3 separate regions of the Mus musculus genome follow, and all the other regions are linked to region 3. The links are chromatin contacts, called in public HiCAR-type and promoter capture Hi-C maps. All regions are on one chromosome and are shown on one strand. The core of a region is the stretch at or near the end of the contact, and the rest is flanking DNA. Distances in the headings are between cores, read along the strand shown.

Region 1 (3,718 bases), core at 488-2,987, 730 kb before region 3:
CCAGAGGGTCAGGAGTTCAAGGTCATCCTCCCCTTCTTAATAAAGGCAAGGCCAGCTTAGGCGACATGAAACCCTGCCTCCAAAGCACCATCCCCTCCACACTGTAGCAAGAAGCAGAATTGATCGTAAGCCACACCAGCAAGATCAAGGCTTTTTATGTGAAAAGCCCTTAAATCACTAGAATAGTACTGTCTGCCAGGTAATTTGGGGTTGGGGAGAACACTGCCGGGCCCGGGGCTGTGAAAATAAATAAGTTTGGTGGGGAGAAATGGAGGCCAGGTCAGTATTTGTTGACTCAGTGTAAAGATATCTTCCTAGGCACAGATGCGAACGAGAGGATTAGAGAGAAGAAACTTTATATGTAGTAATTTAAAAAAGCTTTTTATTGATTCTCTGTGAATTTCACATCATGCACCCCAATTCCACTCATGTCCCTGCCCCTTTGTGTCTGCCTTCCGCCCCTGTGACCCCTGCCCCCGCCAAAGGAAAAATAAGAGAACAAAAATCTCATCATGGGAGCTGCACTGTGTCACAGTGTCATACACCCTTTTTGTCCAACCCCCTTCACTTGCAGACGTTCATTGTAATGAGTCATTCAGCGGTCTGGTTCAAGGCCTCTGGCTTCTGCTACACTGCCAGTACTGGATCTCCACCAGGACTCCTCTCTGATATCTTGTTGTTGATCTGTGTCATAGAGATCCTGCAGCTTTGGCTCAGCAGGACTGGCTCCTTCACATGCCCCAGTAGTTCATAGAAGGGGTAGATGTTAGGGTGGGCCAACCCTAAGCCCTGGATCTGGGCCTGAGTAGGAGCTGAGTTGGTCAGCCCACCAGTTCTCCCATACCCATCTCACTAGGGCCAGCCTGCCTGCCTGGCTAGCTTACCCAAGTGCCACAGCCAATAAGGGGTGGGGCAAGCTCTCCCACTCTCATGCCCTCGGGGCGGGCTCGCCTGCACTGGCACCACCAGTGCTGGCCAGTCCAGGCACATAGCCTGCTCTACTGAGTTCTAAAACCAGCAAGGGATTGTGGGAAGCCATCCCTGCTGTGCCCACACCACCTCACGGCAGACGAAAGGTGGGGCCAGCTCTCTGTAGGCATTTTTTTTAATGTCAAAATGATGAAAAAGGGGCTGGTTAAATGTCTCAGCCAGTAAAGGATGCTGGCTGCTGAGCCTGTTGACCCGTGCCCAGTCTCGGTGGAAGAAGTGGGACCCACTCCTACAGGTCCTCTCATCTCCAGAGGCACATCACAGCACATACACCCAGAGAAACACAATGTAATTAAACCAAAAGTCTAAGAGATGGAGATAAATCAGGAAGCTGGCAGCTATACAGTGACTGTTAATTATAAAGCTTTTTACATATTTTTTTTTTCAAATTTAATTTTACTTTTTTTTTTTTTGGTGTGTGTGTATGTATGAGTATTTTGCCTGCATTCATATCTAAGAGAAAGCCTGATTCTCTGGAAATGGAGTTACAGACAGTTTTAAGCTGCCGTGTGGGTGCTGGGAATCAATCCCATGTCCTCTGGAAGAGCAGCTAGTACTCTTAACTGCTGAGCCATCTCTCCGACCCCAGCCATTACAGATTTTTTTTTTTCACACTGCAGGCAGCAATTTTATTTCCTGTTTTTCTAGACAACAGTAAGCAGCTGCTATCACATGGCCACTAATACTGTGTGATCCCTACTCCATCCAGCAAAGCACTGTACTTTGGACAGAAGCAAATGTCCTGTTTACTCACAGCAGGGCGATCATTTTACTATTAACATGCTGCTGCTCACTGGCTGCTGGAATCTGCTCCCTTCAACTTCTGTATCATTAGCTGCTCCAAAATAACCTAAACGCCATTATTGAGTTTTACACATTTTCAGGTTTGTACAAAAATAAGTGTTTGATGATAGGACAATAAACCAGTAAACAGAATACAAATAAAAGTTTATTGTACAAAATTAAGGCTCCGTATTTCATAGTTCAGCAAAACTAAAAACAAATTAGGTGACTCCTCCCAAAACTTCGCCTTCACTTCCAACAATTTAAAATGACTTGACCGAATGTGATCAAAACAAACACTATAAATAATACCAAGTCCTTCCAAACTGGCATCCCGCATGTTACTTCTTAGCATAGGTGATCTTCATGGCATGGGACAGTGTCATCTTAAACCCCTGCAGAGCATCTCTGGCAGCTCCAGCCTGCCCATCATTCTCAAATTCTACAAACACAATGTCATGTCTCCCTGGTACCAAGCGAACCTCCTTGAATCCAGGGCACTGTTTGAACAGCATGGATAACACCATCTCATTTGTCTCCTCTGGTAAGTTATTAAGGAACAGGCTATAGTTTGGAGGATAATCAGGGACCTGAGGGTTTGGCGCTGCAGTTCCTTGGGTATTAGCTGACTTGGGTGTTCCCTAACCAGGCTTCTTGTTTGCAGCCGCTGCAGCCTGGTCCATGGTTTTAGCTTTCTTCTTTTCCTTGTCAGCGAAAGTACCACGCATTTTAGATATTATATCAGAAACTGTTTTTGCGTACTGAATTTTCATTGGTTTACCATAAAATGGAAATCCTTGTAACTGTCTCAAAGCATTTGTGATGAACACAGTTCCTTAAATATAACAAAAGCCTGTGCCCTCATCTTCATGGTCTTTAAAGCCACAATATCTACCACGTGTCCAAACTGAGAAAACAGGGCATACAGGGATCTCTTCAATTCTTCTTTTTTCATTTTGTCATTCATATTGTTGATATAAATCGTGTGATTTGGTCTGATATCCATGTTTGGGTAGAACCCTTCAAATAGCCTGAAGCCGGTGTGGTCTGCTTGAAACCAATGCCGGAAGAAGCGCCATTACAGATTTATAAGGAAAAACATAAGCAATGGACAAAAGACACAATTTACAACATAATATAGGATGATGGTTAATCTAGCAATGAGCAAGTGCACGCACAATGCCATGGTCACAAAACTGGAGGCGATCTGGTGTGAATTCCCAGGGACGACTGTGTCCAGCACCCATCCTGTAGAAGGCACTTAACTGAAGCAGATATGATGTGCTGCTATTCCACTTATAGCAAAATTATGAACATTAGCTAAGATTTATTCAGAAAAATACGTTATTTTTCCCAAGGAAGTTGGTGGTGGGCAGAGATGCTCGACACAGTCATGCAGACTCACTACTCGTGTTCATGATATGTAATGAATAAACGGTTCTTGACTGCGCTTACATTAATCAGAACCAGCAGTGAAGAAAAATCCTGCCCCAACCTTTTCTTTCTACATCACTGTCTTCTCTTGGTGACTGTCATGGTGCTGACAGGGGTATACCTCCATCTGGGCTTTTGACCGGGTCCCTGGAAGTTTTTTCATATCTGATACAGGCCCTTCTGGAGTTTCTTTTGGTTTAATTAACCTTTTACGAAGCAAATCTTTTTGTTGTTGTTGTTGTTGTTGTTGTTGAGACAGGGTTTCTCTGTGTAGCTCTGGCTGTCCTGGAACTCACTCTGTAGACCAGGCTGGCCTCGAACTCAGAAATCTGCCTGCCTCTGCCTCCCAAGTGCTGGGATTAAAGGCGTCCGCCACCATGCCCGCCCGCTGAAGCTGCTGCTGCTGTCTTTTTTGCTACTTGCCTGCTAGGCCTGCTGGCTGTGGTGGGTGGGGCAGACGACTCAGGCAGGGGGCCTCTTCCCATCTCATTTCTGGTTGCTGGACTTCCTG
Region 2 (3,430 bases), core at 533-3,032, 770 kb before region 3:
GTGAGATGGCTCAGTGGGTAAGGGCACCCGACTGCTCTTCCGAAGGTCCGAAGTTCAAATCTCAGCAACCACATGGTGGCTCACAACCACCCGTAATGAGATCTGATGCCCTCTTCTGGTGTATCTGAAGACAACTACAGTGTACTTACATATAATAAATAAATAAATCTTAAAAAAAAAAAGAAATATGTATCACTTGTGGGTGAAGAGTATGTGTGTGTGTGGGGGGGGCGGGGGTTGAGGTAAACCTATGCTTTGTTAAATTTTGTATGACCCTAAAACTGCTCTAAGAACAAGGGCTAATGAAAATGGCAGTTTGTAATGTTTTAATGCTCTCCTGTCTGGTCACCCAGAGTGACGCTGCACTGCCATTTCTAATTGGTGGTTTCTAATTCCAACAGGATCCAAGGACATCTTTTTTGTTTGTTTTTTGTTTTCTTCGAGACAGGGTTTATCTGTATAGCCCAGGCTGTCCTGGAACTCACTTTGTAGACCAGACTGGCCTTGAACTCAGAAATCCACCTGCCTCTGCCTCTCTGCCTCTCTGCCTCTCTGCCTCTCTGCCTCTCTGCCTCTCTGCCTCTCTGCCTCTCTGCCTCTCTGCCTCTCTGCCTCTCTGCCTCTCTGCCTCTCTGCCTCTGCCTACCTTCCGAGTGCTGGGATTAAAGGCTTGCGCCACCATGCCCCGCTGATCCAAGGACGCTTATAGAGTCAGTGGGTGTGTGTGCGCGTGCGCATGGGTGCAAAGATTTGGCTTTATTTGGAAAGCACTATTTTCCACTGAGAGAAGGACATGCCTGGCATGCCCTGCTCCCCTGACATGTTTATTAAACCGAAGGAACAGTGGCTAACCCACGCAGGACCAGAGGGTGAACTGTAGAATACTTGAGAAGACATTCTAAATAAGACGGTCTTAGAGAAAGAAGGCGTAATGATGAATCATAAGAGTAAGTTGTCGATGTTTTCACTTTCTGCAAGTTGTGCGGACTTGGAGACATGGGTTAGAGTCTGTGTTATATTTCCCAACCTTCAAGACTGCAAGAGGTCCTCCACTGTCTGGTGGCCTCAGCAAAGCCTTCCCGACAGAGTGGTGGTGTCTAACAGTTTTCTTCTGCAGGGAAGCTCTTTAAACAACTCAAGAAAAGCTCTTTAAGCAACTCAAAATAGCTTCAGGAAGTCCCCGAAACGGATCAGATTCTTTAGGCTCCTCTCTGCCAGAATAAACGATAAAAGCTGAGAGACCTTCTCAGATGGAAGGACGCTAAACTGAGGATTCTGAGTTGGGGAAAAAGCTACAAAGTCGACTCTGAGGCCAGACCAGCTACCTGGAGGCAGCAGAAACCAGCTGAGCTGCCTGGAAAGGTGTAGACCAACTGAGGCACCTGGAAAGGACTCATTGCAACCTGTTGAGCTGCTTGTAGGCTGTGCAGTGTTTCAGGTTCCCAGCTTTTGTGAGTTGTCACTCATGCTGGGGTGAGCCTTGGTTTTTCAGCTAAGTCATTTCTGCTCTTGTTAAGTAAACCCTCACCCATATGCCTGCAAGTAATCCCAATAGTAGTTCACCAAGTTGGACTTGGGTGGTCTCGGTATTTTGATTTGTCGTGTTGAGTATCCCCTGGAAAAATTTTGTCACACAAGAAGTGGTGGTTAGCACGGTGCCTGTCAGACTGTGCTCTTGCTTCGCAGCTGACAAAAGGCGACATCGCTCTATCCTCCAAAGCTCCTGAGCCAGGAGAACCCCGCACAGAATGGATCGTGCCTTCTCCGCACCGACGTAGCTTGTGGCACCAGACGCGTCGGGGCGGTTCAGGTGCTGCCACAGGCTCCGCCCCTGCCCGTCCTGCCCAATACGCTCCGCCCCGCCGTTAGGTTTCGCCCCACAGGTCCCGCCCCTTCCGCTGCCGGAGCCCGGAACGTGCGCGTACCCAGACGCCTTGCGGGAGCGAGCGCGTTTCGGAGCCCACGGCCCGACGAACCCCGGGTGAGACCCGCGGACTCTGCTGAGGTGAGGGCGGGCCCAGGCGTCGGGTTTGGTGGGTGCCGGGGGAAGGGGAGAAGCGGGGAGAAAGGGAGAAGCGGGGCGTTGCCGTGGGCACGCGGCGGGCCCCACGCGTGGCGTGCGGCTGCCGGGTGGGCGAGGGTTAGGGGGAGGACGTGTGGGGGAGGGGCGGGCCGCGGCGCGCTGCGCGCAGGTGGGGCTGGCGACGTGGGGCTGCGGTCCGAGGTCCTTGCTTGCTGGTTGCTCGCGAGGGTCTAGAGGGTGGGCTAGCCCAGGTGCAGAGAAGAGGCCTTCCTGGTCTAGCGAAGCAGCCCGGGACACCCCCAACACTTAGAAATCGGCAGCTTCCGGGGTTCCGGCTCGCTAGCAGCGCCCCTGTTTTTGTATTTTGAGTTCTTGTGCAGAATAAGTGGCAAGGCAGCGGTTGTCGCTAGATAATTATGTGTAGCTTAATCAACCGCCGGTATTGGAAGCAGCTTCTGAGTGAGTTGTGTACATTGTGCACCTGTCAGATGAGGTAACTGGCTTTGCACGCTGTCTATGCCACTTACGCTAAGAGGAGTTTATTCTAAGCATCAGGTTGCCTCTGTCTGTCGGTCTGCCTGCCGGCCTTCCTTCCTTTCTTTTTTTCTTTCTTTTTTTTAAGTTTTGTTACGTGCAGGTGTCTTGCTCCTTTCTCACTTTCACTCAGTTATTTAGGCGCTACATGCGTGCAGGATGTCCTCAATTCTCTGTGTGCTGACGATGAGCGCGCACAGTTACCTGGGGACCACACAGCTGTGTCCATGTAACACTCGCCGTATCTTTCCTTGATCTGAAATACTGTCAGAACGTGAAATCATTTTGCAGAAAAGAGCTTCCATTCTAGGTATATTACAGACTTACCCATTATCATTTGAGAACTTGGGAAGTGGGAAGGATCTTCACTGTTAATGTAAGCTCACTTAGCTGGAGATTCCCTTTAAGATCCTAAGAGAAAAGAAAGGTAGGAAGGGCCTGGTCCAACTCCTCCTTAACTACAGGTAAGGAGCCTGACACCTGGTGAGGTAAGATGTCACAGATAGTGACGGCCCCAGGGTAGAATCTGGTTGCTCTTCCCACTTTTGTGGGCTTGTTGGTCTGTTTGTCAGTAATAGTGATAAGAGTCCAGTACATGTAGAGCAGCTGGGTCATGACCCTTTTGGAGTGGGGGTTGAGTGACCTTTTCAGACTGATCATCTAAGACCATTGAAGAACACAGATATTTACATTACAAGTCGTAACAGCAAAATTGCAGCTATGAAGTAGCAACAGAAGCGGTTTCATGGTTGGGAGGTGGGTCACCACAACTCGAAGGCCGTAGCATTGGGAAGGCTGGGAACCACTGAGGTACAGCGGTGAGTTCCAGTTCACTGTGCCTTAGCACTGTTCAGAACCGTGGCCTCAGCTTCA
Region 3 (3,569 bases), core at 499-2,998:
CTGAGAGCATTCCCTTGCTTCTTTCTTACTTTATACCTGATAAAATGGTTCTCAATCCTGTGTGTGTGTGTGTGTGTGTGTGTGTGTGTGTGTGTGTGTGAGAGAGAGAGAGAGAGAGAGAGAGAGAGAGAGAGAGAGAGAGAGAGAGAGAGAGAGAGAGCGCTCCTGTGAACCATGTGCTATATATGCTTTCCTGACCACTGGCCAGGTTGTTACTTAATCTTGGCTTTGCATTCTTTATCTTCACATGGGATTCCTTGATGCACCCTTGGTACTGGGTAATGGCAAGTGTTTCTTTTGCTAAGAAACTGTCTATGAACTGTGAGATCTGATTTAAAGAGCTGAGATGTGCAACTGTCTGTGAGCTGTGAGATCTGATTTAAAGAGCTGAGATGTGGCAGGATGCAGGGAAAAGGGCCATGATAGCAGAAGGCAGGCGGGAAGGCTATGCCACGTTGTGTTGTTTTAGTCTGCTTCCACCCAGTGCGAATAGCCATTTTACAAAATTAGTAAAAGTGCAGAGTTTCTTCTGTTTTAGAAATAGATTGTTCTGACGTCTTTACAGTCCTGCAACATGCTCTGTTATGTTACACGTGTTTTAAAAACAGAGTTCTTTTATCACTCCGCTAATATTTCATTGATTGCCTAAGCTGTTTTTTTTTTTTTTATTCTTGCTTCTTTTTAGTAAGTATCCTGGAGTAGTTGGCAGTAATTAGAGCTGTGCGTTGTTTGAAGGGTTCTTAAGTTTTTCTGTTGAAACCTTCCCAATAAAGGCTTTAATCTTATAATTATTATTTCAAGTTAACATTTAAGATTGCTCTGATTTGTTTTTGTCTTTTTAAAATGTTAGCTTTTATGTTTTATATTAAGGAAAGCACCTGTCTTGCCTTTTTAAATTTGTGAAATACTCTTAAAAATTAGGTCTAACCAGAGAGCCAGTTTTTAGTTTTCTTAATTTGTTATTTTTCAAAACATTAGTTTTAAAATATATTACTTATTTATTTTTTGATTGGTAAGTTTATTTTTTATTTTCTGCTTTTTCTGGACAAGAGTTGAGGAAAACATACTTACTAGTACTTACCTAACAAAAACTCTTGGCCATAAACCACTTTTTCCTCTATATTTTCCATTAATATTATGCTGGTGATGTCATATATCTTTTCTTGAAAGAAGTAAAGCTTCATAGGAATTGTTAACAATGCTTGTGCTTCCATCCAGTCAGTGTCTGGGTGTATTGTTGGGTATTTACCCAAAGTTGTGTTCCACCCACTGAGTGTTAATATGCACATTCAGTTTTTTGTATTTTTCTTTGACTAGTACTTTGGTGGCTACAAACTATGATTGTTGATGCACTAGTGTATTTTGTTTAGGAGAAACTAAAATATGAAAAGGAAAGATAATTGCTATCTCTTTTAGGCAATCTGGTGGCTCCTTAATCCTGGGAGGTCACCAAATTAGTGCTGAATTTAGTGCCAACACTGGCTGAGCATTGTATATCACAGCCCAGAACCCTCGGGCAACACAAGTGTGTACTATGCTGCTCCCAGCAACTTTTATTGCATTTTCCCAAATTGTAGTGTCTCATGAACAAAAATAATGATTTATCTAGATGTCAGAAAATAGTTTTGGGGAGAAGGGAAAAAGTCTCCTGTTGCATTTATAGAAGCAATGGATGGTACCTTATCAACCTGAAGCTGGCCTCCCTTCCTCTGTGCTCGATGTCACACCGCCACCTAGTGTCAGCATAGTGAATGGACTCTACCTGTCTTTTTACCCAAGGTTTAGGTATGCTGTTGAGTAACAATGCAAGGTACAGGTCAGATGTAGTCAGAAACATGGCATGGGAAAGTGTAAGTTTTAACACCTGTGTCCTGAGCTTTCTGGGAGGAGCCCTGTGCAGGCAACTAAGCAGTTCAGCTGGGACTCTCCTCACTAGAGAGGCAGGGGTGTGATCTAAGAACACTGAGGACTAATAGTACACTAGTACACTTTGGTTTTTTTTTTTTTTTTTTTTTTTTTTTTTTTTAAGCCTGGACTTGTATTTATTTTGAGACAAGATTTTATTCTGGAGCCTAGGTAGGTCTAGAACTTATAGTGTAGTCTGGGCTGACCACCTCTTCCTCCTGCTCCTCCTCCTCCATTGGACTCTTTCTACAAAATGCAGAGTAAAATGTTTTAGACTAACACACTGGCTCTGGACTCCCCTTCATTCCTTCTGGAGGGAATGAAATGCAGGGCCTCTCTTAACGTTGAGCTGCATCTATAGCCCTGGACTTTCATTTAAAAGAAGGTAATCTGAATACTTTATTTGACCTGTTTGCACATGGTCTCACTGGTTCTCCACAACACTTTCAGTAAAGGAATTTGAGGTAAGTGTTGCTTAAGAACTTAATTCTATGCTACAGTCATTCTGAAGGGTCCTTTATAACTAGAAAGCAGCAATCAAGTGCAACTTACACCTTAACAAAAGAGTCGGCCATAGTTTTCAAATGCCCTAGTTGAAAACTAAAACTACATGGGCAACATTGTTGCCTCGGTTATCTGAAGTAAATTCTGTAACATCCCTGGTCCTCAGTTTTCTCATTTGTTCAAGAAAAATGAAAACATCTATCCCAGTTATGTGTAGAATCGTGTGAGGAGTCAGTGAGGCGAGAGTCAAATAATAAACTAGATTACCTAGCACTCTCTGAAACATTTTAGATAGAAGTTCTTCTTCCTCCCTCCCTCCCTCCCTCCCTCCCTCCCTCCCTCCCTCCCTCCCTCCCTCCCTCCCTTCCTTCTGTGTGTGAATGGATGTGTACCATGCATATGCCCTGGCACATGAGGGACAGCAGAGGACACCTTGGGGGAGTTGGTTCCCTCTTTGCCCATATGGTTCCCGGAGATTGAATCCAGATTTGGTAGCAAGCGTCTTTACCTGCTTAGCCATCTCAGCGGCCAGCAATTCTATTTTGTAATGTGGTTTCTGAGACAGAGTCTTACAGTGCTGTCCAGGCTTGCCTAGATCCGTGCTGTCCTGGCTGGCCTTACTGCATGACCTTCCACTATAGGCATGCACTGCCATCCCTGTCTGGAGAGGCACCAGTGCTGAGGCATAAGTCTGGTGAAGTCTCACTTGCTTTGATGCCTGAGGGTGATGATGTCAGGACCGAGGTGGTAAGACTAACTTAACAGTGTGCTTTCTCCAGGGACTGTTCCTATCCCTAAACTAAGACAAACGGGAAATGCAGCTGTAATCTTATAGTCTTAAGTATATTCTGTAGTGATATTATGTCTGAGAGAAAAAAAATCCTTGTTGGATAATTGAAATGAACTCATACTGAGTTCTCAGTGCCACCGTCGTCCAAGATGTGGATTTCTAGCTGGGTATGAGTTTATCCTATTGGTATAAAAAGCCTTTGGATTATGAAAAATATATATTCTGGAGTCATAATTCATCATGAAACTTACCAAATTAGCTAAATATGCTTGAGACACAGTATTGTTGATTCTGAGGCTGTGGAAGGTGCAAGATATTACTCTATAAGCTACTATGTTGGCTTACCACAGTTACAGACTCAAGCCTGCAC

The links. Promoter capture Hi-C pulls out the DNA fragments that hold promoters and counts their contacts. HiCAR-type assays count read pairs that join an accessible place to other places.
Region 1: a HiCAR-type map of kidney shows a contact between it and region 3, with 4 times the contacts expected there. The contact joins two enhancer-like sites. A contact is called at or near these places in 1 of 115 datasets of contacts at active chromatin or transcription factors (kidney) and 1 of 9 other capture datasets (embryonic stem cells).
Region 2: a promoter capture Hi-C map of stem cell-derived epiblast-like cells shows a contact between it and region 3, with 2.2 times the contacts expected there. The contact joins the promoter of 1700023A20Rik here to the enhancer-like site in region 3. A contact is called at or near these places in 8 of 39 promoter capture datasets (embryonic stem cells, hippocampal neurons, liver and 3 more).

What each region holds. Positions count from the first base shown.
Region 1 is chr9:31,431,929-31,435,646 of GRCm38.p6, forward strand. All of the region lies in intron 1 of Tmem45b (transmembrane protein 45b), which reads right to left. It also overlaps the pseudogene Gm8162. Among named protein-coding and RNA genes, the nearest start is that of Tmem45b, 30 kb to the right of the region's middle. Within about 2 kb of position 1,738, at least 51 of the 459 cell types and tissues checked have an H3K27ac peak or open chromatin away from gene starts, as enhancers often do. A contact at or near this core is called in kidney, where this site is marked.
Region 2 is chr9:31,384,266-31,387,695 of GRCm38.p6, forward strand. It overlaps 1700023A20Rik (RIKEN cDNA 1700023A20 gene), which reads right to left and starts at 1,783. Exons shown (of 1, transcript NR_165167.1): 1 at 738-1,783. Nfrkb (nuclear factor related to kappa B binding protein) reads left to right here and starts at 1,927. Exons shown (of 26, transcript NM_172766.3): 1 at 1,927-2,005.
Region 3 is chr9:32,157,528-32,161,096 of GRCm38.p6, forward strand. All of the region lies in intron 5 of Arhgap32 (Rho GTPase activating protein 32), which reads left to right. Among named protein-coding and RNA genes, the nearest start is that of Arhgap32, 130 kb to the left of the region's middle. Within about 2 kb of position 1,749, at least 22 of the 459 cell types and tissues checked have an H3K27ac peak or open chromatin away from gene starts, as enhancers often do. A contact at or near this core is called in kidney and stem cell-derived epiblast-like cells, where this site is marked.